Regions from separate parts of the Mus musculus genome. Here all the other regions are linked to region 1. Evidence: chromatin contacts called from public ChIA-PET and HiChIP or PLAC-seq data. All regions are on one chromosome and are shown on one strand. Each heading gives the region's core, a stretch centred on a gene start, on an enhancer-like site or on the middle of the called end of the contact. The rest is flanking DNA. Distances are from core to core; before and after follow the strand shown. Region 1 holds the start of Lrrc8c (leucine rich repeat containing 8 family, member C). Region 2 holds the start of Gbp6 (guanylate binding protein 6). Region 3 overlaps Lrrc8d (leucine rich repeat containing 8D). Region 4 has its middle 20 kb from the start of Gm32276.

Evidence for each region. ChIA-PET counts read pairs in DNA pulled down with a chosen protein or histone mark. HiChIP or PLAC-seq counts read pairs in DNA pulled down with a chosen protein or histone mark.
Region 2: an RNA polymerase II ChIA-PET map of memory CD8 T cells shows a contact between it and region 1, with 72 read pairs. The contact joins the promoter of Gbp6 here to the promoter of Lrrc8c in region 1. A contact is called at or near these places in 2 of 115 datasets of contacts at active chromatin or transcription factors (memory CD8 T cells and pancreatic cancer cells) and 1 of 9 other capture datasets (pancreatic islet).
Region 3: an H3K27ac HiChIP or PLAC-seq map of thymic regulatory T cells shows a contact between it and region 1, with 4 times the contacts expected there. The contact joins the enhancer-like site here to the promoter of Lrrc8c in region 1. A contact is called at or near these places in 5 of 39 promoter capture datasets (the C10 cell line, the HPC-7 cell line, embryonic stem cells and 2 more), 5 of 484 Hi-C or Micro-C datasets (CD4 T cells, Th1 cells, megakaryocyte-erythroid progenitors and 1 more), 8 of 115 datasets of contacts at active chromatin or transcription factors (CD8 T cells, Th17 cells, bone marrow-derived macrophages and 5 more) and 2 of 9 other capture datasets (adipose tissue and liver).
Region 4: a contact with region 1 is called in an H3K4me3 HiChIP or PLAC-seq map of embryonic stem cells, with 16 read pairs. The contact joins the enhancer-like site here to the promoter of Lrrc8c in region 1. A contact is called at or near these places in 10 of 39 promoter capture datasets (the 3T3-L1 cell line, the C10 cell line, the HPC-7 cell line and 7 more), 1 of 15 datasets of contacts at CTCF or cohesin (CD8 T cells), 20 of 484 Hi-C or Micro-C datasets (B cells, the Ba/F3 cell line, the G1E-ER4 cell line and 15 more), 28 of 115 datasets of contacts at active chromatin or transcription factors (the 230-238 cell line, CD8 T cells, the SCID.adh cell line and 22 more) and 3 of 9 other capture datasets (adipose tissue, embryonic stem cells and liver).

Annotation. Positions count from the first base shown.
Region 1 is chr5:105,515,978-105,523,690 of GRCm38.p6, forward strand. Lrrc8c (leucine rich repeat containing 8 family, member C) reads left to right here and starts at 3,494. Exons shown (of 4, transcript NM_133897.2): 1 at 3,494-3,653.
Region 2 is chr5:105,288,675-105,296,387 of GRCm38.p6, forward strand. It overlaps Gbp6 (guanylate binding protein 6), which reads right to left and starts at 5,025. Exons shown (of 11, transcript NM_194336.2): 1 at 4,952-5,025; 2 at 2,163-2,352; 3 at 253-380. The coding sequence starts at 2,346.
Region 3 is chr5:105,714,589-105,722,301 of GRCm38.p6, forward strand. All of the region lies in intron 1 of Lrrc8d (leucine rich repeat containing 8D), which reads left to right. Among named protein-coding and RNA genes, the nearest start is that of Gm42166, 14 kb to the left of the region's middle. Within about 2 kb of position 3,758, at least 138 of the 459 cell types and tissues checked have an H3K27ac peak or open chromatin away from gene starts, as enhancers often do. A contact at or near this core is called in CD8 T cells, the HPC-7 cell line, Th1 cells and 8 more, where this site is marked.
Region 4 is chr5:105,667,776-105,675,488 of GRCm38.p6, forward strand. No RefSeq gene overlaps it. Among named protein-coding and RNA genes, the nearest start is that of Gm32276, 20 kb to the left of the region's middle. Within about 2 kb of position 4,781, at least 8 of the 459 cell types and tissues checked have an H3K27ac peak or open chromatin away from gene starts, as enhancers often do. A contact at or near this core is called in embryonic stem cells, extraembryonic endoderm stem cells and trophoblast stem cells, where this site is marked.

The DNA of each region.
Region 1 (7,713 bases), core at 2,244-4,743:
TAAATTTATGGCACTTTCATATGTAGTTATTAAGTATAAATTCTCTACTGGCTACAGGATTCTGACTTCAGAGTCTATAGTAGGAGTTATACGGAAAGAATTGATATAAGTTTAAATTGGAAATCACAGTAGGAGTTCATAGAAGGTCCTGGGCTAGGTATTGGTTACAGACACAAAGATAAAGATACAGTCCCTGCAGAGGAGACAGTCCTAGACCTGATGGGGAAGCAGATATGAAAAGCTAAAAGCTCTGAGAAGACAAAGAAGAAATACATTTTCCAGGAAGGTGCCGGCTCCTGACAGAAAGTGATTAATTATGCTTTCGAAGGACAATGACAGTTTAGGGATTTTTTTGGGGGGTACACTTAATAATAAAACAATGCAACAGCATTGCCATTCCCACACCATCTACAAGAGACACCCCTAACCTCACCGTACTCCTAAAGAATGATCTGGATAAGAGCTGAAGTTCAAAGGTGAAGACTCTAAGGACCACATAGCTAGCCACACAGAAATTGAGTCCAGATGTGTACAGTTCCTTACCCTAGACCTTAGCCTTGTCCAGTCCAGAAATATCCATTCCACTCTATCACAAACAATCTGAGGTTAACTTGTATCTGTGTAAAGTTTAGACATAGAGCTTTAATCTGGAAGCTCAAATAAAATGTCAAATTGCTCCAGGATAGAGGACTTGCTGAAAACGAGGCCATGAGTTCTCTCCCTAGCTCAGAGTGGGAGGCAAAGGCTGGAGAAATGCACATAAGATAAAAAGACAATATAGAATCTCAGGTTAGCTAGCCAGCAGCAGCCTCCTCTCTCGCTGAACTCAAACTGCAGTTTGAAGATGGAGACTTCCAATTTCATGTGTTTGCCAGATTCCCTCGTCCATAACTTGTGAACACTAGAGTCAAGGGAAGAGCCCTCGGGCTTTTCTGAGACCTCTGGCACCCAGCACTCACACCTGATTGCTGATCTGCCCCATGTTTTTATAGGGAGCTTGCTAAGTGTGTAGTTTAGTTAAGGTAACTGGAGTGAAAAGACTAGACTTGGTGTTTGTAAGCTAGCAAAAACAAAGAGATGACCATAGCAGTATGGTGTTGTGGCTTTTAGACTAGTAACTCTCCATAATTAACGTGTATCATCAAACCCCTGTGTACAGTTGCAGAACTGCCCTGCCTGTCCTGTTAGGTCACCCCAGAGGAGATCTGGATACACTCAGACAGCAGCTCTGGAGACGTTTGTGATGGAGGCATGCGAGTCTCATTTCCAAACTTCAACACTGAATCTATTTTGCTTTTCCAGGGAGCAAAGAGTAATAACTTCAACAACTGATCTCGTGCTTTGGGTGCTTACAACATGAAGTGCTTGGTCCCTTTTCTTGCTGCTTTGCACGTTTTATGGAATCCTCCCAGCACCTTGCCGTACTACACCTAGATTACGGGATAGACGTGTACGAAGGAGCAGTCCTTCCTTGAACCTACAGAGGAAGAGCAGAGACATATGCCTGTTGCACCTTCACCAGCAACCTAGGGTTTACTGTGTCCTTGGCAGTGGGCTGGCCTGCCTCAGCGTACAGTCAGGATGCTAAGGACAACAGAGAATGCTGAAGCACCATGGGGAGGTGTTTGGAGAACAAGACACTGCGAGGAAGGCTTTCAACTTTAGGAGTTGCTCTTCTGAGATTTGTGCTTGGCTTTTTGTTTTTTTGTTTGTTTTGTTTTGTTTTGTTTTGTTTTGTTTTGTTTTGTTTTCTGGTGATCCAAACTTAAGGCCTTGAGACACTGGCCCTGAGCTACATCCCCACCCAAGTCCCTGAGGTAGAACATTTGAATTTAGAGCTACCTCATGGAGTATTTTTATATCTACCTGCTGCCTTACAAGGTACTTGGATCTCTCCCACCCCTCTCCCTTCCTTAAAGCAGACTACTAAAACTGGTCTCTGTCTTTCCCCCAGAGACACAAACCTCTTCTGCTTCCTCAGCAGAACACCCCACCCTAGGTTGTTAGCTTGTACCAATTCCCCTAAGGCCCCAAGGGGTTTAAGGTTGTCTTCCAGAGCCCACAACTACATTGGGATTAGAGGCAGTATATAATATTTTATTCTGTGAGCAGGAAGAACAGTTAGGTTGGGGGGGGGGGGTGCCGGGCAAGGAGGAATAGGCTCCTCCCCCACGGCCCCCATACCCTGCTTTTTATCATGGCTTGGAAAATGATTGTCTTCTATAAACTCACCATGCAGGAGCACACAAACTAGTTAATGGCTGCTGGCTGCCCGTTTTTGTCCTCTTCTGTCTCTCCCAGACTGCCAGGGCAGAGTAATTCTTTATCTGCGTCAAGTGCTCTGAGGACAGCCAGCTGGTTACTGACAAACTCTCTCTCTCTCTCTCTCTCTCTCTCTCTCTCTCTCTCTCTCTCTCTCTCTCTCGACTGCTACAGTGATCTTATCTGCACTTTTTCCCCCAATAGGCAATTTTTCTTTTTAGGGAGATGCCAGCTTTCAAGATGCTAGTTTGTGCTTTTAAACTATAATTGGGCAGAGAGATAGGCAGACAAACCCAAGGCTCAGATCAATGGCTGGGAGAGAATCCCTCCCCTACATCGTCTAAACAACAGGTGGTTCGGGGCACATTGTTAACTCTTTTGCACACACACACACACACACACACACACACACACACACACGATCCCCACCTCTGCCCACACAAAATCGTAGGCGGAGCTTTCATATGGAACGGCACCTGCTGCTCAAAGCCCAGAAGCCCATCTTGCAGGGTCCAGTAACGAGGGACTCCTGCCAGCTGGTCAATGGGATTGAGGTTGCCCAGGGTCTTAAGGCTTTGTAAACTACGGGCATCGGATTTTTTTCGTTCTTCCCTGTTCCCCTCATATATACCACCGCCCCCTCTCCACCCGCTTCCTGGACCTTTCATTCTCTGGGGAGGGGTTATCTCCAACCTGACCCTCTGGGAGTTCCCAGGAGGGCTATTTTTAGCAGCAGCCGCTCTGCTTCAACTTAGCCCAGGGAGGAGCTGCGGTGTAAGAGCGGATGGCGGGCTCACAGAAACCACCCGCTTTTTGGCATTGTTAGGGTTGCACACAGGAGGCAGAGGACCGATCTTCCCTGCTGTGCCAACCAGGTAGGCAGCTCTGAGCAGCGGAATCATCCAGCCGCGGAGAGGCTTGATTTCCCGGTGGGGAACCCGGGGCCCGCCCAGCGCGGGCCCGCCTGCCCTGGACGCCTGGTGGTCTCGGCAGAGGAGGAAGTTCCCGGGCATCGCTGCCTGCGTCACAGCGGGGCTGGCACCGCGGCGGCGGCTCGGCAGCCGACGGCGACCCCGGGGCTGGGCGCTGGGCGGCGCTGGCTGCCGCGGGCCAGGCGGCGCGCGGGGCGGCGCTGGAGGCGGCTCCGCTTGCAGGCGGGGAGGCACCGGGGAGGAGGAACAGGGCTGCGGAGCTGGGGCGTTAGCTGCGTCCCGGCTCAGAGCCCGCGAAGAAGACGAGGACCGAGGCGCCGCCGCGGCCGTGGCCGCAGCACTCTGAGCGCGACAAGCCATGAGCAGCGACGCCGCGGTCGCTTGCCGCCGCTGAGCCCAACCCGGACACAGCTCGCCGCGCCCTGGCATCCTTTTCTGCGGATACCCTCGCCCCCAGAGGTAAGTGCCGGGGACCCGCGGAGGGATGGAGAGGGACGGCCAGCACCCTGCCACTAGCCTCGGTTCTCTGGGCGCGCCCCAGCCTGGACCCGTCCACCCTCCCTCGTTCGTGACCCTGCTTCCCCAGGGCTCTGGGACAGGCACATTGTGGTCGCCTACTCAGCGTGCGGTTCGGGGATCCCGCTAACCCCAACCCCACCCAACCCACGCGGGCCCTGGCGTCCGCGCCAGGGACCCCCAGCCGGGAGCCCAGTACAGCCTGGCCGCTAGGTTCTGGGGACTGGGGGAGGGGCGTACTAGGAGAAAACGCGGTTGCTGCAGGGATGGCCATTCTCCTTCCCTACCTTCAAAACCCCCGGAGATGCTGGGGCCTGTTTTTTCTGCTCTTCTCCCCAACCCCCTCTCCTCCCTGGAAGATGCCTGAAGTTACACTTTTTGAGGAAGGAGGGGGAAATCGAAGGTCTACACAGAGATCCAGTGAGCACTAGTCCGCTCACCTGCAAGTCCAGAGGGGCCGGAGGGGGCTGCTCTGCATCCTAAGACCCTGGAGGCCAGGTGTCTAGGCCAGCAACTGCGGCCAGGATTTCTGCCTTCATCCCAAACTGACCCTAGCAGGCTAGCAGGCTCTCTCTCTCTCTCTCTCTCTCTCTCTCTCTCTCTCTCTCTCTCTCTCTCTTCTCCAGCGTAGAGGTGTTTGGGATGGAGTTAGCCCCTTGGGAGCCTCAGGGTGTGCTCTATAGACGCCAAAGCCTTTCTTTTTTTCCAGCAGCTAATGTTTCCCTCCCCCAACACTTGGCTGTGTACATCAGATTTCAGTTATTTTAAAATCCTTCAAGTTACCTTTCTTTGCAACGGCTCAGCCCACATCTAGTCCCCATGCTTAATGCGGATGTTTTATTAGAGGTTGAGGGCAGAGCTTTACTGAGTTTCCAACTCCTTAAGTATTTTTAAACTCGCAACAAATTAGTTAGGAAACATTTTTGGGCTCCCATCCTCCTTAAAGTGAAAAATAAGACTAATTGATCTTTGTGGGAGTGTCCAGGTTTGGCTCATAGAGCCTTATTACCCTTTAGAGGTGCTGTTTCACATCTACAGACTGCAGTAGCATATGAAGTGTGGCCTTAGCTAACGGTCACATTTCTGCCGAGTATGCAGTGCTTTGCTGAAGCTTGGACAAGGATGTAGAGTGGACTGACATTAAGATGCCACTTGGGCGACAGGGGAATACGAGTAATTTTAAACCACTTGGTTCACGCAGTTCTGCAACACTCCCAGCACCAAAGCTCTATACACGCTTCTCTTCATTTCCTGATAATTTGTAGAAAGCCACCAACCCTCGTTGTAATCTGAACTTGATAGACTTTTACTCAGATTTTGCACTCCCAATAGATATGTGGACCAAGCTATCAGATTAGATCTACACATCTCTAGTCTATAATACTTGAATTTCTTATGACTTAGACCAACTGAGAGATGGGGAGGGCAGTTTTTGCAAGTACAAACATTTCCCTCTTTTATATTCTAGACTGCTAGCAGCTAGGGGCCACCACCTCATTATGTGTAAAAGGTGGTAAGCATAATTAACCATTTCTCATAAGCAAAATGGCCTGAACTAGTGCTAGCAACACTCATCTATTGTTTCTCAGATTTTCAGGCACTTTGATGAAATATTGTGAGTTTTTGTTTTTGTTTTACTGGTCTTGTGTAACCCAGGCTGGCCTCAGACCTTGAACCTCTGATCTTCACAGTGCTGGGATTACTGGAGCACCACCACCCAGTTTATTCTGTGCTGGGGATTGAACCTGAGGCTTTGTTCATGCTAGACAGCCTATCAATTGAGTAACATCCTCAAGGAGTGTTTTTTATTTTAAAGAGGAAACTTTTTTAGCAAAGAAAAAGTTGTAAGAATTCTAACAGAAATGAACAACTTGAACTCTTATGTAAAGTTTATTTTTTAAAGAACAATTCAGAGTCAGAAATATTTTAATTTCCAAATACCCAGTTTTTATCAAATTATTATGTTTAATTGATCGATTGATTGATTGATTGATTGATTGATTGATTGAGACAGGGAACTGGCTGTCTTGGAACTTGCTCTGTAAGACCAGGCTAGCCTCAAACTCAGAGGTCTGTCTGCTTCTGCCTCCAAAGTGCTGAGATTAAAGGAGTGCACCACCACTGATTGCCAGTGACTTTTAAATCTTCTGTAGTACTTTAATCCATAGTCATTGGCACCATGGTAATAAAGCCCAAGTTTAAAGAGAAATGAAATAAAAGTTATACTTATTTAGCAAGACTTGTCTTAATGATTTGAAAACATTTCTGTTACGTTAACTGTCTGGCCTGGTGTCTCTCCCATCCTAAGAGGGATGGTTCCATACCCATTTTATAGAATGGGGCTCAGAGTTTATGACTTGGCAATGCCATGCAGATGGAATATCCTGAGTGGATGCAGTCGGGCACCATACTGCTTGCCCTTGTTTGTTTAGGCACAGTCTTGCTTTGCCACCCAGTCTTAACCTCACAGTCCTGACAATCTTCCTGCCTCAGCCTCTTGAGTGATAGAAGTACACATGTGAGTTCACCACATCTGGTTCTCTTTAGTTCTCAATGTTACCCCTTGTCCCATTATCCAAAGGCTCCCCCCACCACCTAAAACTAACCATAACACCTGCACAAGAAAACAGAAATTAAGAGCATAAAGTAACCTCTCCAGAGTTTGCCACGCCCTGGTTGATCTGCAACAGAGTTTGAATTTTGAGTAAGGACAGTCTGTTTCCAAAGCTGGTGTTCTTTTGACTGATTGCAACTAAATGAATAATTTGAAACGACCCAGAGGACCACTGTGTCCTCTCCCATCAGCTGCTCTTGGCAACTGTATCTCATGGACTATACATTCCCAGGATTTTCTCCCTCATCCCAGAAATGTTGGCTGTGTCTCTCATCTTGGTTCATCTGTGAACATATATTACACTAATGAGGTTGACGTTACTATGCAGGTGTCGTGGAGGTGTCTTTGACTCCATTTCTTTTCAATATAAATGGTAACCAGGCATGGTGAGACACACCTGAAATACCAGCACTCAGCAGGCAGAGGCAGGAGGATTGTTACCAGTGTAAGGTGAGCTTTGTCTGGGCATTGTGTGTTCCAAGGTGGTCTGGGCTACACAGTGAAGGCCTTTCACAAAAATAAACAAGTAAATAAGATATAAAAATATATCATAGAAGAATATATGGATTGGAGAGATGGTTCAGCGGCTAAGAACACTGACTACTCTTCCAGAGATCCTGAGTTTAAATCTCAGCAACCATATGGTGGTTCACAACAATCTGTAATGAGATCTGATGTCCACTTCTGGTGTGTCTGAAGACAGCTACAGTATACTTATAGTAAATAAATAAATAAATAAATAAATATTTTTAAGTATATATATACATTGTTTTAAATTGGCACAGCATACAGAGTGTAGCTTCAGGTTAGAGTAGTTGCTCTCAAGTTCTGGCTGCACTGAAAGATAGGTATTCAAAGGATGCCACATGATTGAGCCACATTGAGTCTGGTTTCCTTGTGTAACGGAGTTTTAGAGCCTAGCTCACTGCATGAATTAGATGAAGCTAGGCATGTAGAGACAGCTCCCTACTCCTCGCGGATGAGCAGTAAGGATTCCATTATCATAGCCTGTCTGGAGCTGCCTGAGATCTCTGCCTTCAGCTCTGGTGTCTTTTACTGGAGGGGCTGAGGACAGTGTTGCCATAGGCTCCGTCCTCCCCCATCTACCCTTGGGTTAAATTTTTTTTTTTTTTTTAGCATGTTTAACCTTTGAATCACATCCTTTCCTGAAGTCTTGAGTTAGAAACAAGCACTCACCTTTTTTAGTGTGTTTCTTTGTTCTGCACCACACATTTTAAAGAACTTACTGGAGCTGTTTCAGTGGCTTGGAATGTGTGTGCTTTGGCAGACAGACTTTCCTGTGTCTGCCACTCCAGGTCTCTCAGCCTTGCTTATCTCTCAAGGCCTGTGACAATGCCGGTATCTCCCCAGCACACACCCCACCCTCAA
Region 2 (7,713 bases), core at 3,775-6,274, 230 kb before region 1:
ATCTAACTACTATGCCTGGAACCCAGGAATTTTAACTGTTGAATAAACTTCTACCAATCTCAATCAAATCATTTGCCCAAATGGCAAGAAATAAAAGCATGTTTTGCCTATTAAGATACACATAACTTTATCTGAGAGTGAACACAAAATAAAACACTCTTTATAACACTGGTTGCAGTTCAGTCAGAATTCACACATAGATCATAGTTCGATAACAAGGGCACAGAAGGGCCAGCCTGAGCCTCATCCTACCTTTTCCACATCCCCCAGGCCCTCAGTGTCCAGGAGGACCAGGGTGTGCTCTGGCTTGGTGGGGTGTGGCATGCACCACATCCAGATGCCCTTGGTCTGAGACTGCACGGTGGAGCCCAGAGGAAAGCCTGAAGGGAAGAGAGGAGGAGGAAAGTCAGGATGTGAATGTCCTGCACAGGTAGCCTTGTGTGCTAAAACCTCAGTGCGTAGCTGCCAGCATTATTGTGAGGGATTCTGAAGGTTTTAGGACTTGAAGCCCAGTGGAGGATGCAGGTAACTAGAGAAGGGATTTTGAAGGTTATAACTCAGTCTCCATTTCCTCCCTCAGTTTCTGCCTGTCTCTTTTGTGAAGCCAGTCCCAAGATCAATGAACCAAGAACTATGGAGTAAAATCTAAGTCAGGATAAGTGCCTCCTCATTAAGGTTTCTTCTTGAGTGTTTTGGTCACAGCCTTGAAAACGTACAAAGAGGGAGCTATGCCCATGAAAATTGGTTCTAGCAGCAGAATGGAAGGAGTGTTGTGAATACCTCAGCACTTGAAATGGTGCCCCATCTCCCCTTGAGAGTCCCTTCCTTTATAAGTCATCAATTCCAAGCTATATGCAACATTTAATAAGGAAACAAAGGCACACAAGGACTCCAGATGTTAACAAAGAGGCACCCACAAGGCAGAAAACATGGAGCTTTCTGGCAACTGCACGGAGTGTTTGGAGCAGCCATGGTTTTACACACCTGCAATTCCAATAGGCAGGAGACACACATGGGAAGGTTGCCAGTAGTTTGAAGCCACTAGGACCCCATGAATAGAGCCAAGATGACCAACAAGACTTTTCAAAAAAGGAAGGAAGGAAGGAAGGAAGGAAGGAAGGAAGGAAGGAAGGAAGGAAGGAAGGAAGGAAGGAAGGAAAGAAGAGAAGGGAAGAAGGGAAGAAGGGAAGAAGGGAAGAAGGGAAGAAGGGAAGAAGGAAAGAAGGAAAGAAGGAAAAGGGAAGGGGGAGGGCAGGGGAGGGGAGAGAAGGGAAGGGGAAAGAAGAGAAGGGAAGAGAAAGCGAACAACAACAATAGCAACAAAACACACACACACACACACACACACACACACACACACACACACACAACAATAACAAAAAACCCAAAGGTATTTTTGCAAATGTTGGGAAACCGGCATGGGCTCCAAGACAAAGACACATACAAAAAATAGAAAAAGGAAATAGTTTTGATAGTTTTTGCACCCAAAATGATTAAGACAGAAGTGTGCTGCTATAAAGGGTATAAAGTCATTTTTGAAGTTTTTTCAAGACTTATTTATTTCTAAGAAAAGTATTCGTAAGATTTACAAATTTCATTTAATGAATATGAGAATTTTGCCAATGTGTATATGAGTGTACCGCGAGCATGCCTGGTGCCTATTGTAGCCAAAAAAAGAGCATCAGTTCCTCTCAGGTTGGACTTTCTAAAAAAATATAAGTCACCATGTGGGTGTGCAGACCCAAACCTTGCCTGCATGAGCAATCAGAGCTCTTAGCCACTGGACCAACTCTCCATCTCTACCTATCAGAAAATTTTTAAGTCGTAAGTATTCAAAGACTTTCTATCCTGATGGAAATATCTTATTTAGAAAGGAGAACCTGCTGTAGGAAACAGGGGACTGAGGCGCAGGATCCCATTGTTCTGGGCATCAGAAAAGGCCTCATCTTGAGCACTCAGAAGGGAGATTTTCTTTAACAGAATGGAAGGGAAGAGCACAGGAGAGATTATTGGGGAGCAGCAATGAAGGGATTCAATTTAGCATGGGGGGGTGGCTTTGCTAAAAAGGAGTTCTACTGTCCATTGTTATAATTGGGAATACAAATTAAGGAAAAGTGATAGAGACAGTCAAACCTTTGGCTGGTAGGCAGCATGCCACTCACCGTGATTCTGTCCCGCCAAACAGTTCATCAAATAGGACTTCCCTGTACGGTACAATCCAACAATAGCCACGACTACCACTGGCTGAGAAATCTTGTCCAGAATCTCTATGGCTTCCTGGTTCACTGACAGCTGTTCATTGTGGTTTTCCACAAGGCAAATGGGAGCCATTTGTGGTTGGGTCATAGCAACCTGCCAACGTAGATGAATCCATGATAGGAGAAAGAGTTTAAAGTCATTCTCTGCCTCACAGACACCCAATGGCTCAGCAGCTAAGACCAGTTGGTGACCTTTGTAGGTTTCCTGTTGGCAGCGCATAGCCTCAAATGGCAGCATGTAACCTCGAATCTGCAGTACAGAGGGCCTGCTTCTCTTTCTTCATTATTCTTCAAAGTTCTAAAGAAGCTTTAATAACACATGGGCTGCTCTCATCTATAAAGTTTTGCTTCAGTGGAATAAAATCCAAAAAATAATGGCCTTAAGCAAGGTCACTGCATGCTATATGCTAAGCCCTGTAATGAGCACCCTTAGTATGTGACCTCAAAAACCTTAAAGTCCTTACATGTTATGGATTATTCTACCATGCTGCTAATGAGAAAAGCAAGTTGCCAAAACCAGAATAGCACAGCAAAATGGCAGCCTCGTGAGCTCTAGGCCCTTGGTATCTCCATGAATAGATTTTAAGATGGCTAAAAATATGTAGAAACTGTGAACAGTTCCCATGAATTACATGAACACTGAGATGTGCAGCTGACTAAAGGGTGGGACTTACATGAGTCCTTGTTTGACTTTTTACTGCCTACCTGCACCCCACCTGACACAGGTTCTGACTGCAGGAAGCAATGCAGACCTTAACTACAGCAGGCTAACCTGGGGCTAACCTGGTTTCAGTCTTACCTAACTTGTGTTTCAAGTAGGGATTATTTCTTGAACATGAAAACAAAATCTCAACATGAGCAAATAAATAGAAAAAAATCCACTCTGTAAAGTTAAGAAATTCGTGCACCAGAGCATTCTATACAGCGTGTAAAAAGGCAACCCAAGAATGGGTGACGAAGACCTGTAGTAAATCACATGTGTGATAAAGGGTTACTATCTGAAACAAAGTGGCTCTACAATTCATCACAGACACCTCAGTTCTAAACTGAGAAAAGCACTGGGTTGAAATTTCTTCAGAGAAGGCTTACAAATGTCCATGAGCACACAAGATAGTACTCAATATTGCAAATCACCTTGTATGAGAAAACTATAAAATTTTTAAATAAACTTACTTGAAAAAGATGTAATGTCCAAATTGGGATGTACCAGAGTGAAAGGTGAAGTGTCTCTGTTCCCAGGACAGAATGGCAATCAGGTTTTATTAGGGAAACATGGATGCAAAATGAAGAAACTTTCCGTTACACTATTTCTGTTTTGCCATGCTGAGGGACATGGTGTAAGAGTCTAGAGTCACATGATCATGTGTGATTTGGCTTCTTAGAGCTTACTGAGGCTGAAGCTTGCTTTGGGTTAACATACATATTTATTTGAAATTGTTTACTTAGTTTTGCTGATGTTTACAGTTTAAGCATGAATGCTGTTATTTTTAAGAACTACTTGTTTTTGTTGCACAACAATTCTATAGACCCATTGTTTCTTATAACATGTCTTTGACAAATATTGAGGAAGTGCCAATCAAACCATACACACAAGGACAGCTACCACACAAAGCAAAAACAAATCCATGTAACCCAGAATTTAGACAACTCAGGTGTCTGTACTCTGTGGCTAAGAATACAGAATATTACCTCATGGGAAACAGTCCTCGCTTTTGAGAAAATCAATACTTATGTCTGATCTAACAGCTCTTCTTTGATTACAACACAAACAAAATAGCAAAGAAGGACTTGGATGGACCTTTGAGCTGTAGTGATCATGGCAGCTGTGTTCACAATACCCACATTGTGGAGACAGCCCAGACTCCCACCAACAGATCACCAACAGATGCATACATTAACACAGTCTGACAATGTGCACAATAGAATATTATTCAGCCAAAGAAGGGAATAAAATTAACTACTGTACACAACTTTGTAGACCTTAATAGACTTAGGCTAGACACAGACTCCTACAGGTCAGACAACACATAACCTGCCTCCCCTGCCCTGCCCTCAGTCCCAGATGAGCATGAGGACATTATGCCAAGGAAGGAGAATGTGCAGAATCTCCAGAAGTTAGATACAGGTGACGTCACTTAACTCCAGAAACCAGGCTCTCTGCAGCTTAGTTCCATGTATGAAATAAGACTAGCAGCCCAAACAAAATGCACATAGCACTACGTAATCTCTACATCTCACATACAACATAAACATCAATATAGAACTGGATTATCTTCTTACACTTAATTCAAAGTCAGTGAGGTAGGAACTAAGTTATTTCCAGATAGATGTTTGCCAAGCTCTTGTGCTGAGTTTTCCTCACACGGTTCCTCCACAGAGACTTTCCTCTGCCTACAGTTGCCTGTGAACCAGGGCAGGAGCTGTTGTGGTCCCAGCTGAGGCAGGACCAGGGCTCTTCCCATAGTTTGTCTAACAGAGCAGGGCAGCCAGCAGTGTCAGGCTGCCACTTTGTATCTGTCCTTTATCAGAGGAAAGAAACTGACCTCCTAGACCTAAAGCCAGCCACAGCCCCCTGCAGACCAGAGAGCTCATAATCTGCCTCCCTTCCCCCTCCCTCAGTTGCCCCTTTGACTTGGAAATCAAGCTGAGGTCCAGACTAAGTTGCTCCTTAAAGAAAGGAAAAGTAAATATACCTGGTCCCACAGCACAGGTCCAAGTGCAGTTCTCAGCTGCTGCTGCCTCCTCAGGCTCCCTTCTGCTCTCCTCCCTCCTGCTCTCTTTGCTCCTCTTTTATGTAAGCTGACCACACACACACACACAGAGAGAGAGAGAGAGAGAGAGAGAGAGAGAGAGAGAGAGAGAGAGAGAGAGAAGGAGTTAAAAGAAATCACATGCTGCAGCAGAAACAAAACTGAAAGTAAAATAAAATAGGCCATGTTAACTTGGCCAAGACTGGAAAGGGAGGTCAGAGGTTCCTGTCTATCCCGAAAAGCCAGTGTGATACTCTGTTGCAGCCAAGGGACAGCAGGCCTCCACTGTGGAATCTGTTTACCTTCTCTTTCCTTGGAACCCATTTCCAGTTTCCTCCAGCCTTCTTGGCACAGATAAAGCACAGTAAAACCCAGGCAGCCATCAGTGGAAATTACAAAATCCGGGAGTATTGCAAGTGTGCTTCTCTCAGGGGAAATTCCCAGTGCTTTCTGATCAAACATGTTTAATGTTTTAAACATGTGTTTTCTAAAGCAGGAACCATCCCTGTTGCCATTTCTTCTGGGCTGCCCCACAATTACCTGGCAACAGCCAGGTGGGCATGACTCACTATAAAAGGGGCTGCTTGTACCCTCACATACCCCCCTCTCTTGCTCAATTGTCCTCTCTTCCTTTTTTACCCTCTTTCTTCTCTGTCCCTCCTCCTCCTTCCTCCCCTCTCTATCCCTCTTTCTTTGTCTCTACTAACCCCTCAACTCCCCTCTCCATGTCTTAAATAAACTGTATTCTATACTATACAATTGTGTGGCTGGTACCTCAGGAAGAAGGTAATGCTTCAACACTGGCCCTCAGAGGTACCCCTTTTCACCTCAACATACCAGGTATGACGTTTGTATATTCTTGGACCAGAGGGTGGCACCATTTGGAGATGTGGCCTTGTTGGAATAGGTGTGACCTGGTTGGAATAGGTGTGTCACTGTGGTTGTGGGCTTAAGATCCTCACTCTAGTTGCCTGGAAGTCAGTCTTCCACTAGCAGCCTTTGGATGAAGACATAGAACTCTCATCTCTGCCTGTGCCACGCCTGCCTGGATGCTGCCATGCTCCCACCTTGATGATAATGGACTGAACCTCTGAACCTGTAACCCAGCCCCAATTAAATGTTGTTTTTTTATAAGACTTGCCTTGGTCATGGTGTCTGTTCACAGCAGTAAAACCCTAACTAAGACACCAGACAGCCACCAAACATATACCTGACTTCTTTTTCTTTTCATAAAACACAACAGTCAATTTTAAAACCTGATTTTAAAAGAAGCAATTAAAGAATAGTAAGTAGGAGTTGTGTTCAATATAGAAGCTAAGAAAACTTCAGAGATGGAAGCTGAAAAATGAAAGCTTTAATTTCTGAGCCCTTAGGGAGGCAGACTGGGGTCTGAACTTTGTCCCTGATGGGAGATTGAACACCATTTGTAAAGGATGAAACACAAAGCAGGGGGGAGCTGTAGAGTGATCCATTGTGATTTCACAGGAAGGATTAAACAAGGGAGTACCCCTTAGAGGCGGTGTTGGCATCAGGACATCCCAAACCTGTGACATCACATAGGCGACAGCATGACCTGCTACCTTCTGACTGGTTGCCAAGACAACAGGCACCATATTCCCAACATCCACTTGACTCACCTGTGTTACATCATTTTCCATATAAATGAGGAGAACGCCCCTTCCTCACTCTCTCTCACCCTTCTCTTTCTGCCACTACCTTGTCTCTCCCTTACAATAAAACCTCTTCCACATGGAACTGCCTTGGCCTAGTGTGCTGTAGAGACTAGACCCGGCATTCTAACTCATCAGACTGGGCCATATCCAGGCACCTAGCTTCAAGGTCCTTAATTTATTCTCCTAGACATTAGGTGCAGAGCTCAGAGTGATGAAGGGACAAAGGAGCAGGTCAGTGGCATGGAGATAAACTCTTACCTTGTTTCAACTTCAGTGAACTCTGGCTATTCATCTGATGTGTCAGCACGGCCACCCATCTGCAGGCCCAGGTAGAACGCTCACAGAGTCCACACCAGGACTGGGAAGAAGTTCATGTCAGCAGGTTCTTGAATTCCAAGAAGGCCAGAGGAGTCCCTGGTCTGGAGCAAAGCAGGGATGTGTCCAACTTCTGTCAGTTGAGTGGCACTGCTGAGACAGGATTGCAAGGAACAGCAGGAGGGAGGCTGCCTCTATTATATTGAAAGAGAGAGAGAGACGCTGTGTGTGTGTGTATTTGTGTGTGCACGTGTGTGTGTGCTCAAGCACAGGCGTGCCAATGTACATATTTGCTGAGGTTTTGAAACAGTGCCTCTCACAGAATCAGGACCTCTCTGCTTTGCCATACTAGCTGATTGCTGAGCCTCAGGGCCTTGCTGTCTCTGACCCCACCCCAGCCTTGGGATTACAGGCACACACTGCCATACCCAGCTTTTCACTGCAGATCCAAATTAACATCCCCATGCTTGCATAACAGACCCTTCACGGAATAAGGCATCTCCTTAGGCCCTTAATTTGAATTTTTATGAATCCACAAGGTGTCATAGACACACAAGCTGCTTGCTCTCCTTAGTGTGGTGCCATCCTGGACCACAAAACGACACGTAGTAGGTGTACAGTCTCCTGGCCAATTAGAATTAGCGTCATAGCTGAATAGCCCTCTGACCAGTTATGCCCATGGTATTGTATACAAAGATGCTGTGTGGATGCCTCTGC
Region 3 (7,713 bases), core at 2,508-5,007, 200 kb after region 1:
TGGTGCCCGCTGTGGTGGGGAGCGCTTTATTACTGCCTTAGCTCATTTATTCTGCACAGAATTCTGCACAGCAGACCTGTTTTGTAGCAGGGAAACCAAGGTCAGTCTTCCATCAGCTGCTCCGCCCAGTCACCAAGGACAGCCGAGTAATTCAAGGTCACATAGTCTGGATTATAGTTAAGTGAAAGAGGGGTGATTTGAACCTAAGCAGGCTAGCTTCAGGATCCCGGCTAATGTAAAAGCAATGCTGGGATCAAAGGCATGCACCACTACTGCTTGACTACTGCTTGGCTCTCCCTACCCCCTCAAGATGCCTTCATCAATCTCCTTATAAAGTGAAATTGTGTAAAGTGAAGAGAGAAGGCACCCCGGGCACCCAGTCTGGAAGCACCCATACTTCTACATTTGCTTTGTTTGTTTGCTTGTTTGTTTAATTTGGCCTTTTTTTTTTTTTAAACAGATCTCCCTCAGGCTCAGCTGCCCTTGAACCCACAGTGATTCGGCTGTGTCTGCCTCCCAAGTACTGGGATTGCAGGTGTGGGGATACCGTGCTTGGCCTGCAGATCTGTTCTAGACATTTCCTTAACTTTCCATATCACTACAGTCTTGAGATCAACATCAGAGTTCCACTGGAAACAAAGAAAATCCTATGCCTCTGCTCATGAGCTTCCCGTAACCGGCACGAGCAAATGAAGCATAGAACAGAGAGCCCAACTCCAGCCTTCCTGGAGCCATGTTCCAGACAGTGGACTGACCAGTCTGAGACTGTACCGAGAGCCTGTTGCTGTGACAACCCTCATCCCTGCCACCAAATTCTTTTCAGGAACACAAAACCTGCCTTGTTTTACCTGTCCTTCACAGGCGTGCGCTTGGTGAGCTTCCAAAGTGTATTTTAAAATCGCCTCTTATAATCGATGTGAGCTGTGGGAAAGACCTGGGCTTTGGGGCTTAAAGAACGGGAGTTCTGAGCTCTCCGTGTCTTCTTCAGCCTGCACACCGTGTGACCTTGGCTTTCTTAAAACTTGCGGTTCCTCCCCTGTGCGAGGGGGAGGGGCCCATCTCTGCAGTAACTGGCTTGGCGAGGGTTAGGAGCTTCTACATGCAACAGTGTTTCATTAACAACAAAAGCCACATGTGATGGATAATGAGCTGCCCATCACAACCTTGCAGAGCCTGGGAATTCGTTTTCCATAGTGAGTGGGGAGGTGGGTAGGTGGGTAAGGCTGTGCTGGTCTGAACTCTTTCTTTCAGTCCCTTCTTACCTGTGTTAGTGTGGAGACCAGAGTGTGGGCGTTGACTCCATTTCTGGCCCCAACTCTTTTTTTCTTGGTTTCTCTCTCCTCCTCCTTTGGGCTGGCTTCCAGTTTCCCCACAAAGTGCTATTTGTTTTAAGGGTGAAGCAGGCGATTCTCTGGGCAGCAACACTGGCTGCAGGCAGTTACTGTAGATCATCGTGGAAAGCCAAGCTGGAGTGGGAGGGAGACTGAGGGGCTTGTGCCTAAAACTTGGTACATTGATTTTTTTTTTTTTTTTTTTTTTGAGGAAAGCAAGGAATGGCTTTTCAATAGAAATATTATGAAAGGCCCTTCACAGCAGAACAAAACTGAGTAAGGAGAAAGGGTTTTCAGAAGTCCCTGTTTATGACTTTAAATCCCTCTCCCTCCTCCTTTTCCTCCTTCCCTTCCTTTTTATTTTGAGAAAAGAGGACCCTTTTGAGTATCGCTCTGTCTACCATGCACTTCAGCAGGAGAGGAAGTACGTGGAGGTCCTATCATTGACCACAAGACAGTGACCACTTTAATAATGCATTTTGTCTAAACTCTCCAAGCTTTCCCCCCTCAGTCCTGAAGGCCATTGCCATCTCTGTCCCATATCAGAGATTCTAAAACTGGGGTTCGCACAAAGTAACATGTCAGCATTACCATGCTGGGCTGTAACTCAGTGAAACGTTCGACTCAAGTCTGGCACTCAAGGTGTGCAATTCTCTGTGTTCACCCTGCTTTAAGGGAGCAGCCAGCATGGGAGTAGCAGCCAGCATGAGAGTAGCTGTAGAGGATTTGGCACGTGGCAGCCCACAGTCTGTACTGCGTACTTGTATGAGCTGCGCTTTGGGGGCAGTTTCTCTAAGGGGGAGACTAATTTTGACTGCAAAGTCTAGGGGTGACTTGAGCAGGAGCTGACTGGTAAAGGAGATGGTGACAGGTAGTAAGAGAGGGAGGGACCTTGGGACAGCCTATAACTTGGTTCTGTGGCAGACTGGGGGTCAGAGGAGGTGTGGGGCATGTTTGGAGGGTCAACGCATCCTGCTGTGGAGTATGGGCTTTTGAACAAAAGGCATTCCATTCGAGGATGGAATCTTTTAGTTGTAAAAAATTAATTGTATTACTTATCAGAGATCATGGGTGCATGCATGGCATGTGCCAGCCACTGTCAGTGTGTTTGGGAAGCAGCCCTGTCCTTTTCCGGTGGTTCTTGGGGCTAAACTCAGGTCCTCAGGTTGGTGTGACAAGCATTTCCCTAGGTGGCTGAGTCACCTGACCATTTCTCTTCATTTTCTGAGACAGAGTTTTATGTAGCTCAGGCTGGCCTTGAAGGCCTTATTCTTCTGCTTCTGCCCCTCGTGTGCTGGGACTACAGGCCTGGACCATAACCCCCCCCACCCCCCCAACCGTAGGTTCTTGAGAAGGGAGAGAAAGCAGCAGTGTGTCTGCAGCATGGCCAGAGCAGCTGGGGGTGGGGTGGGGTGGGGGGCGTTCCTTAGGACCTGGGAATTATTTAAATGCACAGCTTCCACAAGCTCCCCTGCTGTCACTCCGAGGCAGCAGATCTGGGGTAAGGCCTGAGAAACTGTTCAAGGAGCCTGCGTGTGACTGTACACTCTGGCAAGGACTTTGGGACATTTAGGAGGAGAGTCTGGCTTACAGCCAATCTGCAGTTTGTATGGGAGATTTTTAAACTCTGAGAAGAGACCAGTCATCAGACCCTGCATGCATGCACTCACTCGCACGCAATCATGAGTGTGAGTGTATGCACACCAGTCTGAGGCCAACTGTCTGCCGGCGTGGTATTTCTCTCCATTGATCTCCACCTATCTTTTGAGATAGGGATTCTAAGTGGACTTGTTGCTCACAAATTGACTGGTTGTGCCAGAGATAGAGATTCTAAGTGGATTTGTTGCTCACAAATGCTCTGGTTGTGCCAGTGAATTCTGGGGAGCTAGCTGTCATGTCTGCTGCCTCCTGCTCCCCACCCCCGCCCCCAGATTACAGATGTGTGACTGTCTAGCTTGAGTGTGTATGTGTGTGTGTATGTATGCTGGGGAGCTGAAATGTAGCGCTCACACCTTGAACTACCTCCAGTCCCACAGTGTGTTTCTATTCCCTGTAAATAAGTGTAACTTCAGAGCATTGTCATTGGACATATGCTGTCTATGCCATCTCTCCACTTGTAGCTAGAGGAGTGCTCAGCTTGCTCTGCATTTCATACCATTGTGTAAAACTCTCCTCTTTCGTATATTAGAAGGAAATGGAAGATGGGGGTTTACTGTTGGCTGCCTGTCTCCCTTGACTATCACACTATATAATATGCCTTCTGGAGTCTTGCCTACATTACAGCCCTACTGTGCCACTAGCTGATAAAGGTCCACGGCAAAGTGACATGACTTCCTTTTAAAATGAAGATGTGAGTGTGTGGTTAGTGGTGAGGATAATTTATGTAAAACGGATGCAGTAGTTCCTGGCTCAGAGTTAGTTGTTGCTATCGTTATTTTTGTTGCTATCGTTATTGTCGTAACTGCAGCCCAGAGGCAGTCCTTCCATACTTCTGTCCCTGGCGAGATCTGTCCTTTTGAAAATAGCTGCCCAGACCACAGACAAGAGTCCCGAGAGTGACTGACGTATCAGGAAGTTTCAATTACGTAGGGTTCCTTCTTTTAAGGCTTTTTATTTTCTAGGAGCACGCCTTGCTTACATAAACAAGCTTGCTAGGATACAGCTGGAGCCTGTATCCTATAGCTGAAGCCCCTATCCTGGGGTGGGGAGGCTTTCCCCGCCCCTCCTTATTTCTCAGTTCATTCTTTAGACTCTTTGGAGCCCTGAGATGGTCACTTGTACATTTCCTGTGATCCACTGAGTAAAGGCCTTTACAAACCCTCCTCCCTCCCTTCTTTTCTTTCCTTTTTTGCTTTCTGTTCTCTCTCTCTCTCTTTCTTTTTTGGTTTTTCAAGACAGGGTTTCTCTGTATAGCCCTGGCTGTCCTGGAACTCACTCTGTAGACCAGGCTGGCCTCAAACTCAGGAATCTGCCTGCCTCTGCCTCCCAAGTGCTGGGATTAAAGGTGTGCACCACCTCTGCCCGGCTGTTCTTTCTTTCCTGACAGGGTCTCCCTGTGTAGCCCTGACTGATCAGAATCTGGCTATGTAGCCCAGATTGGCCTCAGACCCACAGAGGTCTTACCTCAGTCTCCTGAGTGCTGGGACTAAAGGCATCTCTATGACTGGCCCACTCTTCTCTTTTAAACTTTGTAGCAGCTGCTGACTTTTGAGGCAAGGTTGTAGCTCAGTCTGGCCTTGAACCTCTTTTGTAGCCAAGTGTATTGTTCAACTTCTTATCGCCTTACCTCTAAACTCCCCAGGTCTGGAGATTACAGATGAGGACCACCCAGCCCCGTTTATTCTCTCCTGGGGACGAGTCCAGCAGCCTCAGGCATGCTAGGCAGATAGGACACCAACTGAGAAATGATGCTAGCCATGACTTTTGAAGGATAATTATTTTTTTCTGAGAAGGTAAACAGTTCTGTCAAGGGAGAAGCTATTTTTCAGCATTAAAGACATTAGAAATGATAATTTATGCTTAAAATAACAAGGTTAGCCCAAATTTTAGTTCTCTTCTCCCTGTGTCTGCTGTTCTTCATCCCAGCACGTATCTGCAAACTTTTCTCACGACCTCCAGTCCCAGCCGTGTGTGTACTGAGCCAGAGTACAAACGGACCATCGGCTTTTCATTCAGGGGATGGCATTTGTCATGGAACTTTACTGATTAGTGGAATATCAGGATGTATTTGATGGTGATCAGCCTCGGGTCCTAGAGTTTCAAGCATATCCCCACTGTCTTGCCATCTTGGGGCTAGAGGCAGATACTGGGCATGGACACCTACAGGACCTCCTTTGAGAATTAAAAGGAGCACAGCACTGTAGCAGCTTGTTTATCTACCATCTCTGTTACTTTGACTGAGCCCTTTGCTCACCCTCATTTGCCCTTCCCGCACCTCTCAAATTAATGTTCTATGCAAATTTGATTATACCAATGTGAACAGTTTCTGTTACTTCTGAGTAGAGATTAAATGGTGTTTCTTCTGGCTCTTTTCCTCCCCTTGTTAGTAAAGGTATCGGCTCTCTGCCTCTAGGCTGCTTGGTTGCTCTGTGGTTCTTGGGGGCCACGGAAGTTGCAGTTGATCAGGGGTCCTGGCTTCTCAGGTCACTGTATCAACTGCTACTAAGATCTAAGTGCATGAAGTCTATCAGGTTAGTCAGCTCCCTGCAGTTGCGAGTTCAGCTGCCTCTGAGCCAGGCAGTTCTGCAGTCTGGAAATCTATGGTGCTGTCAGGTGGAGGAAGCAGTGGCTCTTCCTGGTTGGCCTTGCTGCAAATATCTGCACTTTCTTGTAGTTGCTCTTTTATTCTGTAACTTTTATCAGACTCTAGATTCCTGTTGTGCTGCTGCTCTCTCTGTAGTGTGGTGACCAGTGGCTACACTGTTGCCGTGGAAAGGAAGATCTGAGGATTTAGATGTACTCATAACCGTGACATCCGACCACTCTACTGGGGAAGGCACACGCTCAGGTGTCCTGCTGGTAATTTGTTAAAATGTAGATACTGTGGCCAGGCCTTTATTCTAACACCCTAGAGACAGACCAGCAGAGGCAGGAGGATCTCTGAGTGTTGGATGAGTGAACAACAGCCTGGTCTCCATAGTGAGTTCCAGGCTGCTGGAGTTACACAGTAAGACAAGAAAACAGCTACTGTAGCCAGCCAGGGTGCTGGAAGAATGTACTGGCAAGGACTTGGGGCAAACTAAATTTTTCTCTGTTTCCTGACAATTTATCGAGATAATTTTGTAGGGACTGGTGAAGGCAGGACATTACGTCATACATGTGTCATGATTGACATTTTCTTGAGCCAGAGTTAGTGTTTAAAACGTTTGACTATCAGGAGGGGCGAAGTGGCACATGTCTTTAATCTCACCACTCCGGAGGCAGAGGCAGGCAGTTCTCTGTAAGTTCAAGGCCAGTTTGGTTTACAGAGAGAGTCCTAGGACAGACACAGTTATACTGTGTCTTGAAAAAGAAAATAATGAACAAATAAACCATTGATCATTAGCTTCAAAAGTTTATAATGTAATTTCTGGATTTGGGGGGGCACTTTTTGTGGAAATGGAATGAAAATCGGACTATTTATCTGCACCACACATTTTTTATGACCTGTAGTTTTTGTTACATACAGTAGGTGATTAAGAGTGGGTGTTGCCAAGACTGTGTGCGCGCCTTATTCCCTGTTGATTTCTGCATTTTCTTACTCCTACCTCTTACGGGTGTTTGGCTACATCAGGTACTTGTGTGTGCACAAAGTCAGGCTTTTCCCTGCTGGGAATTGCTAAGTATCTGCTTCTGTAGCTGCCTCCAGTCCTAGGAACTGTGACCTTCCGGTCTCTGCCCCCTGAGCTGAGAGCATAGGGAAGCTCTGACTGCTTTATAAGAAAGTCATTTTAAGAGTATTATTGCCTTAGTAATAATCATGATATCTATTAGAATTGTTAGGGCAAATTACTTTTAAGCTGCTTGGGTTTCAAGTACATCACTTTAACCCCACCCCATTTCAACCCAGCACGTGTCTTAGTGACTAGATAAAATTATGCTTAGATGCTGCTCATGAGCACAGTCAACCATATCTACTGCTGGTACTATGTTGTGGGTAGTTTTCTTTGCCCGTGAAGGAGTGTGCTCCTGTCTTCTCTTTCTACCCAGCCTTGGCTCCAGGAGGTTTCACTCCACCACCACCAGCCCACTTCCGAGACCCTTAAATCATTGGATAACACACACACACACACACACACACACACACACACACACAGAGGAAATTCCTTTATAATTTGCCTTCTTGGCACAATTGTTGGACACAGGTGTCTACCACCTGGAAAAGCATGCCCTTGCCAATTTATTATCTCCGTCTCTCCACCTATCCTAAATGTAGTAGCTAGTCCCACTTAGCCCCTACCAAACATCCTTGGCCACCCCACCCGTAGCAGAGGTTGCAGGCCCTAGCCCTCCCAAGGTCTTACATGATTGTTCTGTTCTTTTCATTCCAAGCATGGCAGAAAAAGTCCCTCTCCTCCCCTGCGTCTGCCTTTTCCTCCTGGGACCTGGAAGTCCAACCTGTACCTTCTGCCTAACAATTTGCCCCCTGGTCTTTTTTACTGACAAATCAAGAACCAATTGGAGAACAGGATGTTAATATCCGAACCTCCCCTTAAACCACTATGAAAACTAAAATCAGTTGTCCTTTGTAAATGATTGTGCCTTATGGTTTACCAAAATTTGGGGAGACAGTGAGTAGTTGAGACACCATTACAAGTTAAGATGTATTTATTTGCACTTTGGTTTATGTTTGAGGTGAGGTCTTGCCCTGCAGCCCAGGCTGGTGAAACTTCGAGCAGCCCTG
Region 4 (7,713 bases), core at 3,531-6,030, 150 kb after region 1:
TTGCGCATGTGCCTTGATTCTTTCCCCTTCCAGTAAGAAAGTATGTAAGTTAGTTGATTAGCAGGTACTCACAGTTAAGAGAATTGAATTTTAAAAACATTGGATTTTTTTTTTCCTTTTTTTGATTTTTCAAGACAGGGTATCTCTGTATAGCCCTGGCTGTCCTGGAACTCACTTTGTAGACCAGTCTGGCCTTGAACTAAGAAATCCGCCTGCCTCTACCTCCCGAGTGCTGGGATTAAAGGCATGTGCCACCACACCTGACAAAAAAACAAAACAAACAAACAAACAAATAAAAACATTGGATTTTTAAAAAGAGAGTGGTTATTTTGAAGAGATTCATTTGTTAAATGTTTGGGGTTTTTTGCTTGTTATGTGTGAGTGTGTGTGTGTGTGTGTGTTTGAGACAGGGTTTCTCTGTAGCCCTGGCTGTCCTAGAACTCTCTCTGTAGACCAGGCTGGCCTCGACCACAGAAATGCTCCCTCCTGAGCACCAGGATTGAAAGTGTGCATCACCACAGCAAGTGGACGCATTTTAAAAAGACGGTTGGACTTTTAAAAATTGGAATGTTTGTATCATAATGTTCATAGTAATGAGAGGTCTTAGGAATTACAAAAAAAGAAATGGTTACAGCTTACCAGTGATGTGGGTGTGTCAAACTGACAAGGACTTGGTTGTACTGAATAGTTTTAAGTCGCATTGTCTATAGACAGGGAACTTCAGTTGAGAAGATACCTCCATAAGATCTGGCTGTAGGGTGTTTTCTTACTTAGTAATTTGATTGGGGGTGGGGGCGTGCAGCCTGCTGTGGGTGGTGCCTTCCCTGGGCTGAGATCCTGGGTTCTATAAGAAAGTAGGCTGAGCAAGCCATGAAGAGCAAGCCAGTAAGCAGCACCCCTCCATGGCCTCTGTATCAGCTCCTGCCTCCAGGTTCCAGTCCTGCTTGAATTCCTGTCCTGGCTTCTTTCAGTGATGAGCTATGATGTGAAAATTATAAGCCAAATAAACTCTTTCCTCCCCAATTTGCATTCATTATAGCACTAGAAATCCTAAGATGGGTTGGGGCGGGGCGCGCACAGAAAAAGCCCATAGTTAGTTTTTCTTGACAAGCAGAATAGATGTTTTGAAAGAGGGGCATGTCTTTTCTGAGGCCCTGGATGTTCATTTTCCTGCTCTTTTCTTCAGAACGCATTCCTGAGACTCCTTCCCCAAACTGCAGGTTCAGTTCAAAAGAGAATACAGCTCCTGAGATGTTTTCATTCAATGTCAAGTAAGAGGTTTCTCTTCCTAGCCAAGGCTTCGCTTCTCCAGCCATCCTGACATCAGCAACTAAAGCCTGTTCCAATGCTTACCACCCAGTGACCTCTCCAGACTCCAGGAGTAGAAGGACTCAGTCCACAAAACTGTCCCTACCTCAGATGCCAGCCACATGTCCTGGGTCACCCACTCTTCTGACTATAGGGGCTCCCATCACACTCTTCTGAGATACAGAATTTGCTAGACCAGGAGCCCATTACACAACTTCCATCTCAGGAGAAGCCAGTGAGAGACAATGGGGAGGCACTGACTGTATACCGACCTGTTTCAAGCTCTGAGCGCCAGACAGGATACACTCTGAGCTCTGTACTTTAGGAGTTCTAAGGAGACTTTGCCTAGTAGGAATTATGGGTTATGAATAAAATTGCTAGCCTCTCCCTACTTCCAGAAGGTTAGAAGGTAAGGCGGAAAGCTCCAAGCTTCGGGTCAATCTGTTTCCAGCAACCTGCTCCATACTGAAGCTATCTGGGACCACAAAGTGTTGCCTCATCAGAACAAAAGATTCTCCTGTTACTCAAGAGCTTATGAGTGGTTTTGTGCCAGGAACTGACGTCAAAGACCAGATGAATATCTCTTATCACACGACCATTCTCAATGTGTTGGACCCTTTCCCCAATCGCTTCAGTGATCCAGGGCAGTCCTTCTGTTAGTCAGCTCAGGAGCAGCTGTGTTTCCTCCTGCCTTGCTATCTAGCACATTCCTAGGGTGGAAGAACTACCACAGGCAAGATGGTGCGTCTGTTTGTGCATCAACCAGTTGCTGGGATTGATTTTTGAAAGTAGCCCAGTGCTGAATGAGGCCATTCTCTTCAGCCAAGGTAACCCTCAGGAGAGACACACCCATGTGCCCCAAACAATCAATTTTCCCAGCAGGTGATTGATGAGAGCTTCAGCCCTGAAGGGGATATCTGGGGCAACAGAGCACATGACAGCTGGACGCATTTTAAAATTAGAGCCAACAGTATTTACTGAGGAGCTGAGTCCCAAAGACACTTGGTGTTTTGAGGACTGGGCAACAGAAAGCTCATGGCAGGATGAAGAGGATGTCTGTGCTATCTCACTTAACCCTCACAGTTAAGCAAGGAGGCAAGCACTCTGGCCGATTGTGTCATTCCCCTGGGGAAGCTGGGGTATAGAGCTGAAGAAAATTCCAATCGAGGTCACTCGGTTCATCAGTGAAAAGTCAAGATTTGAGCCCAACCGGTCCTGCTCAAAATACTGTTTTATTTTGAAAAGATGTTGGGCCCCTTCTCTGATGCTCAGGAGCCTGGAAACTAGACATTATTTTATAGAGTCCTAAGCTTTCTCACTATGACTAGTGTATGCTGAAATACTTTGAATATTTATGGACTGACTGTGTGAAAAGCCAGTTGCATACAAAATGCTCATGTGTATTTCTACATGGTTGTGTATGTCCTTGCTTCTTCAGTGTTTTCCATTCCCCCAGATCAATAAAACCCCAAACTCTTTACTGCAAAGCCCAGTCTATTGGGGACTGGGATCAAAGCTTAGCCTGCAGAATGCTTGCCCAGGATGCATGGAAGCCTGGGTTAGAACCCACATGCTGCATGAAGCCAGGTGCAGTGGTGCATCCTAGGGATGCCAGCACTTGGGAGGTGGAGAGAGAATGACCAGGAGTTCAAGATCATCTTTGGTGACATAGGAGAGTCAGAACAGGCTGAGTGACATAGCACCCTGTCTGGAAAATATAAAAAATCTACCAAGCCTCCTCTTGGCTGTCCCAGATTGTTGAACCCATCAGTTCCTTCTCTCCCCTCCTTTGGAGTTACATGGATATATTACCCACACTCTGTCCAGGGTGAGTGGCTTCCTAATGTCACCAGTGCCATGTTCTGGTTCTGACCCCAGGACAGACCCCCAAAACCTGCAATAACCCTTCCTCCTGAGTATCAGAATATTTCTCATCTTCAAACCTTAAATCAGCGAGCGGTTCTCAGCCTGTTAGTTGCGACCCGCTGGGGGATCAATGACCCTTTCACAGGGCTTGCCTATCAGATAGTTACATTACAGTTCATAACAGTTGCAAAATCACAGCTGTGAAATAGCAATGAACATAAATGCATGGTTGGGGGTCACCGCACCAAGAGGAGGAGCTGAATGGAAGGATCACAGAGTTGCAAAGGTTGAGAACCACGAGTTTAGATGGAGACTTTCTCTTCCATGAAAGTAAGAAGGCTCAGTGTGCACTGGGGCTCTGTTCAATTGTAACAGATTGTAAACCTCAAGTGCATTACATTGTCCACAGGTGTGCATTCATACACACAGATGCACACAGAGACGGAGACACCCACACACACACAGAGACACACACAGACACGCACAGAGAAACACATGAGGGGGGCAGGGAGGGAGGAAGGAAGGAAGGAAGGAAAGAAAGAAGGAGGGAGGGAGGGAGGAAGGAAGGAAGGAAGGAAGGAAGGAAGGAAGGAAGGAAGGACGGAAGGAAAGAAGGACACTAAAAACGAGCTAATGCCAGTCTTTGGCGTCTGCCCCTAGTAATGTGTTTATAAAAAGATAAAGAGAAAGAATATGTTCTATGGGGGTGTGGTGAGGTATGGGGGGACCAACCACATGATGGTATAGTATAGAATAGAGTTTATTCAGGGCATGGGGAAGGGAGTTAAGAGGGTAGTAGAGGCAGAGAAAGGCAGAGAGAGGGAGAGAGTAGAGAAATTGAGGCTGGCCATGAGCCCGTGGGGGGTGGAGGGAGGGAATGGGGATGGGAGAGCAAGAGCAAGGGAGAAGCAAGAGAGAGAGGAGGAGGCAAGCAGGCTCTTTTATAGTGGATCAGGCCTTCCTGGCTGTTGCCAGGTAACTGTGGGGTGGAGTTTATATGGAATGCTAACACCTAGAACCACTGGGGTTGGGGTCGGTTTGGTCACTTGACTTTGGCAGAAGGGTCCAGAGTGCAGAATGAGTCTATGGTGCAGCTGTTCCCTCCTAGGTGTTATGTCAGGCTGGATGCTACAACTGGGAATTATGATTTCTGAGACCTGGCATACAGCAAACCTAGAAACTCCTAATTCATATGTTTTCTCCCCCTCTTCCATCCTCTTCTTTCCCAAGAAACACAGAGGCTAAATTTGTTAGCCAACATTATATAACTAAGACCGTTTGAACCTCCGCCTTCCAGCTTCAAGTTTGAGGTTTGTTATTTTGTTGTTGTTGTTTGTCATTGTGCTGAAATTGTTTCATTTTAAAACAAATTAGAACAGAGTTCCCTAGAAACTCCTTCTTTTGATTAATTTACAAAATATTGTTGGTAGAAAAAAAGAAATATTGTTACCAACAGAAAAACAGATGGCCTGGATAGACAATGGGACCCCTTCTGTCTGTCCTTCACTTGTCTCTAAGCCTGTGATCAGTTTGATAGGCCCATCTACGTACTGAAGACAGCTCTGGGGCGAGGGCAGTTCTGACAGGAACTCCATTGTTAATCAATGTTTAGCTACATAACATGGCCTGGGGCCTTCAAAGGGGCCACATGATGATGGCTCTCCTCTAAGCAGCATCAACTCTCAGCCGTCCTCATCCCAGCACTCAACAGTAAGGAAAGAGCAGTCCAGTGAGGAGAGCCCAGGAAGAGGAGAGGGGGAGCCGGAGCACACACCAGGGTTGTTCTGGGTACTGGCCACAGCCCTCAGAAGACAGCATCTACATTCCCAGACAGGCAGGAAGGGTGAGCATAAAGAAGCCAGAGAGAGCAAAAGGAGATACACAGGCCCTTTTTTCTTTCTTTCCTGTGTGCCTCCAGAGGAAAACCACCCCAAGGACAGAAGAGGCTCCTCTCCCAGGTCAAGCTTATTTAACACCACCTCCACGGTGCTACTTTGAACGGGAATGACTCCCACGGGATCATAGGTGTGACTGCTTGGTCATCAGGGAGTGGCACTATCTGACAGGGATTAGGAGGTATGGTCTTACTAGAGGAGGTGTGTCACTGGGGGTGGGCTTTGAGGTTTCTCTCTTCCCCCTGCCTATGAATCTGGATGTAGAACTCTCAGCTATCTCTCCAGCCCCATGTCTGCCTGTGTGCTGCCATGCTCCCTGCCACAATGGTAATGGACTAAACCTCTGAAACTGTAAGCCAGCCCCAATTAAATGCTTTCTGTTAAAAAAGTTGCCATGGTCATGGTGTCTCTTCACAGCAATGGAACACTGACTAAGACATCCAGTGTCCTGCTCCTTAGCAAGTTTGGCCAGAGAATAGAAAATATAGCTCTGAGGGACAGACAGCCCCTGACTTGAACCCACAAGGGCCTGGGATCAATCACCAGCACCAGAAAGAGACACCAGAAAAACATACAGACACACAGAGAGACAGACAGTCAGGTGGATAGACAGACATACAGATAGGAAGAGACAGAGAGAGACAGACACATACAAAGAGACAGAGACAGAGAAGCAGAGACAGAGAGAGAGAGAGAGGAGAGAGAGAATTATTGAGGTTGGAGAATTAGCTAAGCAAATGGATTAAGAGCACTGGCTGTTCTTCCGAAGAATCCAGGTTTGATATCAAGCACCCACATACTGACTCTCAACCAGCTGTAACTCCAGTCCCAGCCTGATCCAAAGCCGTCTTCTGGTCTCTGTGGGCACCACACGTGCGTGGTTCTCATACATGTGGGAAAAATACCCAAACACATAAGATAATAATAATTGAAAAATTAGTCCACATTAATATTGCTCTTTTTGGGCCCATCTCAGGGGTGGAGGAGGGGAGGACCATGAATTTCCTCCACCCAAAAGTCAATGTATTTATGTGATACTCTTATGATTGTTTGTGTGTTCCGGCGTGGCGAGAGTACATGTGTGTAGTGCACACCCCAGGGTGTTGGTGTGCACCTAGGTACAAAGACCAGAGGTTGCGGTCAGACTTCATCGCAATCACTCTGTACGTTATTTACTGAGGCAGGATCTCTCCCTAAACCCAGAACTTGCAGATTCAGCTTGCCTAGCTAGCCAGCTTGCCCTGAGAGTCCCATCCCTGCTCCCTAGGTCCTAGCATCACTACTAGCCACCATACCTTCCCAGAATTTATGTGGGTACTGGGCATCTCAACTCCCATCCTGTCTATCCACTGAACCTCTCCCCAGTCTTATTTCACATTCTTTTAAGCTAGCTTTTATTTATTTTTCTAAAGTTTATTTATTTTGTATTTATACGAGTACACTGTAGCTGTCATCAGACACACCAGAAGAGGGCATCAGATTCCATTACAGATGGCTGTGAGCCACCATGTGGTTGCTGGGATTTGAACTCAGGACCTCTGGCAGAGCAGTCAGTGCTCTTAACCGCCAAGCCATCTCTCCAGCCCAAGGTAGCTTTTAAAAACAGTATTATATTGCTGGGCGGTGGCGGTGCACGCCTTTAAGCTCAGCACTTGGGAGGCAGAGGCAGGTGAATTTCTGAGTTTGAGTCCAGCCTGATCTACAGAGTGAATTCCAAGACAGCCAGAGCTACACAGAGGAACCTTGTTTTGAAAAACAAAAACAAAAAGAGTATTACATTTTATTTGTGTATGTGTGCATTTGTGCTCATGTAAGCATGGGAAGCTAGTGGTCTCCGACCACTGCGTGGACATTGGGGGATCAAACTCAGATTGTCAGGCCCAGGGGCAAGCACCCTTACCTGATGCATCTTACCAGACATGTGCTTAGTGCCAACATTTCAGAACTTAATATCATAATCCAATATATGATAATACATGGACAAATGTTTTCCAAGAGCCTTTGGGTGCCCCCTCCTCTGAGAATGTGGCTAACAGGAGTGTGTCTAATTTCTAATTTTGCCTTTATACGCAGACATGACTCACACTTCCAAATGCAAAACCTTTAAAGGATGGCATGTAGGTTCCGCAGACCTCATTTTGACAATGGGGAAAGATGACTTCCAGGAAGGGATTTTTGAAGCTCTGAATGTTAATCGAGGGGGGTTGTTATATGCATGTGTAATGCAAATGCCTCCCAGTGTTGGGGAATTGGAGCAGTGAACCAGAGCTGGTTTTAATTATGTGGAGATGATTAGGTACCGTAAAACTGCAGCTGGAAAATGGCCTCAGAGTTAAAGAATTCATAAGATTTGAGGGTTGGCAGAAACCGGACGGTCATCTTCATCAGCCCCTACATTTTGCCTCACCAGTCCGCAGATACATACAGAACACCGACTTGAGATGGAGGCTATGAAAACATTTTGTTTTGATTTGTTTTACGTATGGATGTGTGTGGTGTGTGCATGTGTGTGTGCATGCTTACACGTGTGTGGATCCATGTATATTCGTGTGGGTGTATAAGCTTGTGGATGCCTGGGGTTGACTCGGATGCCTTCCTTGGCTACGCTTGGCACTATAGACCAAAGCAGAGTCCCCCAGCTCAA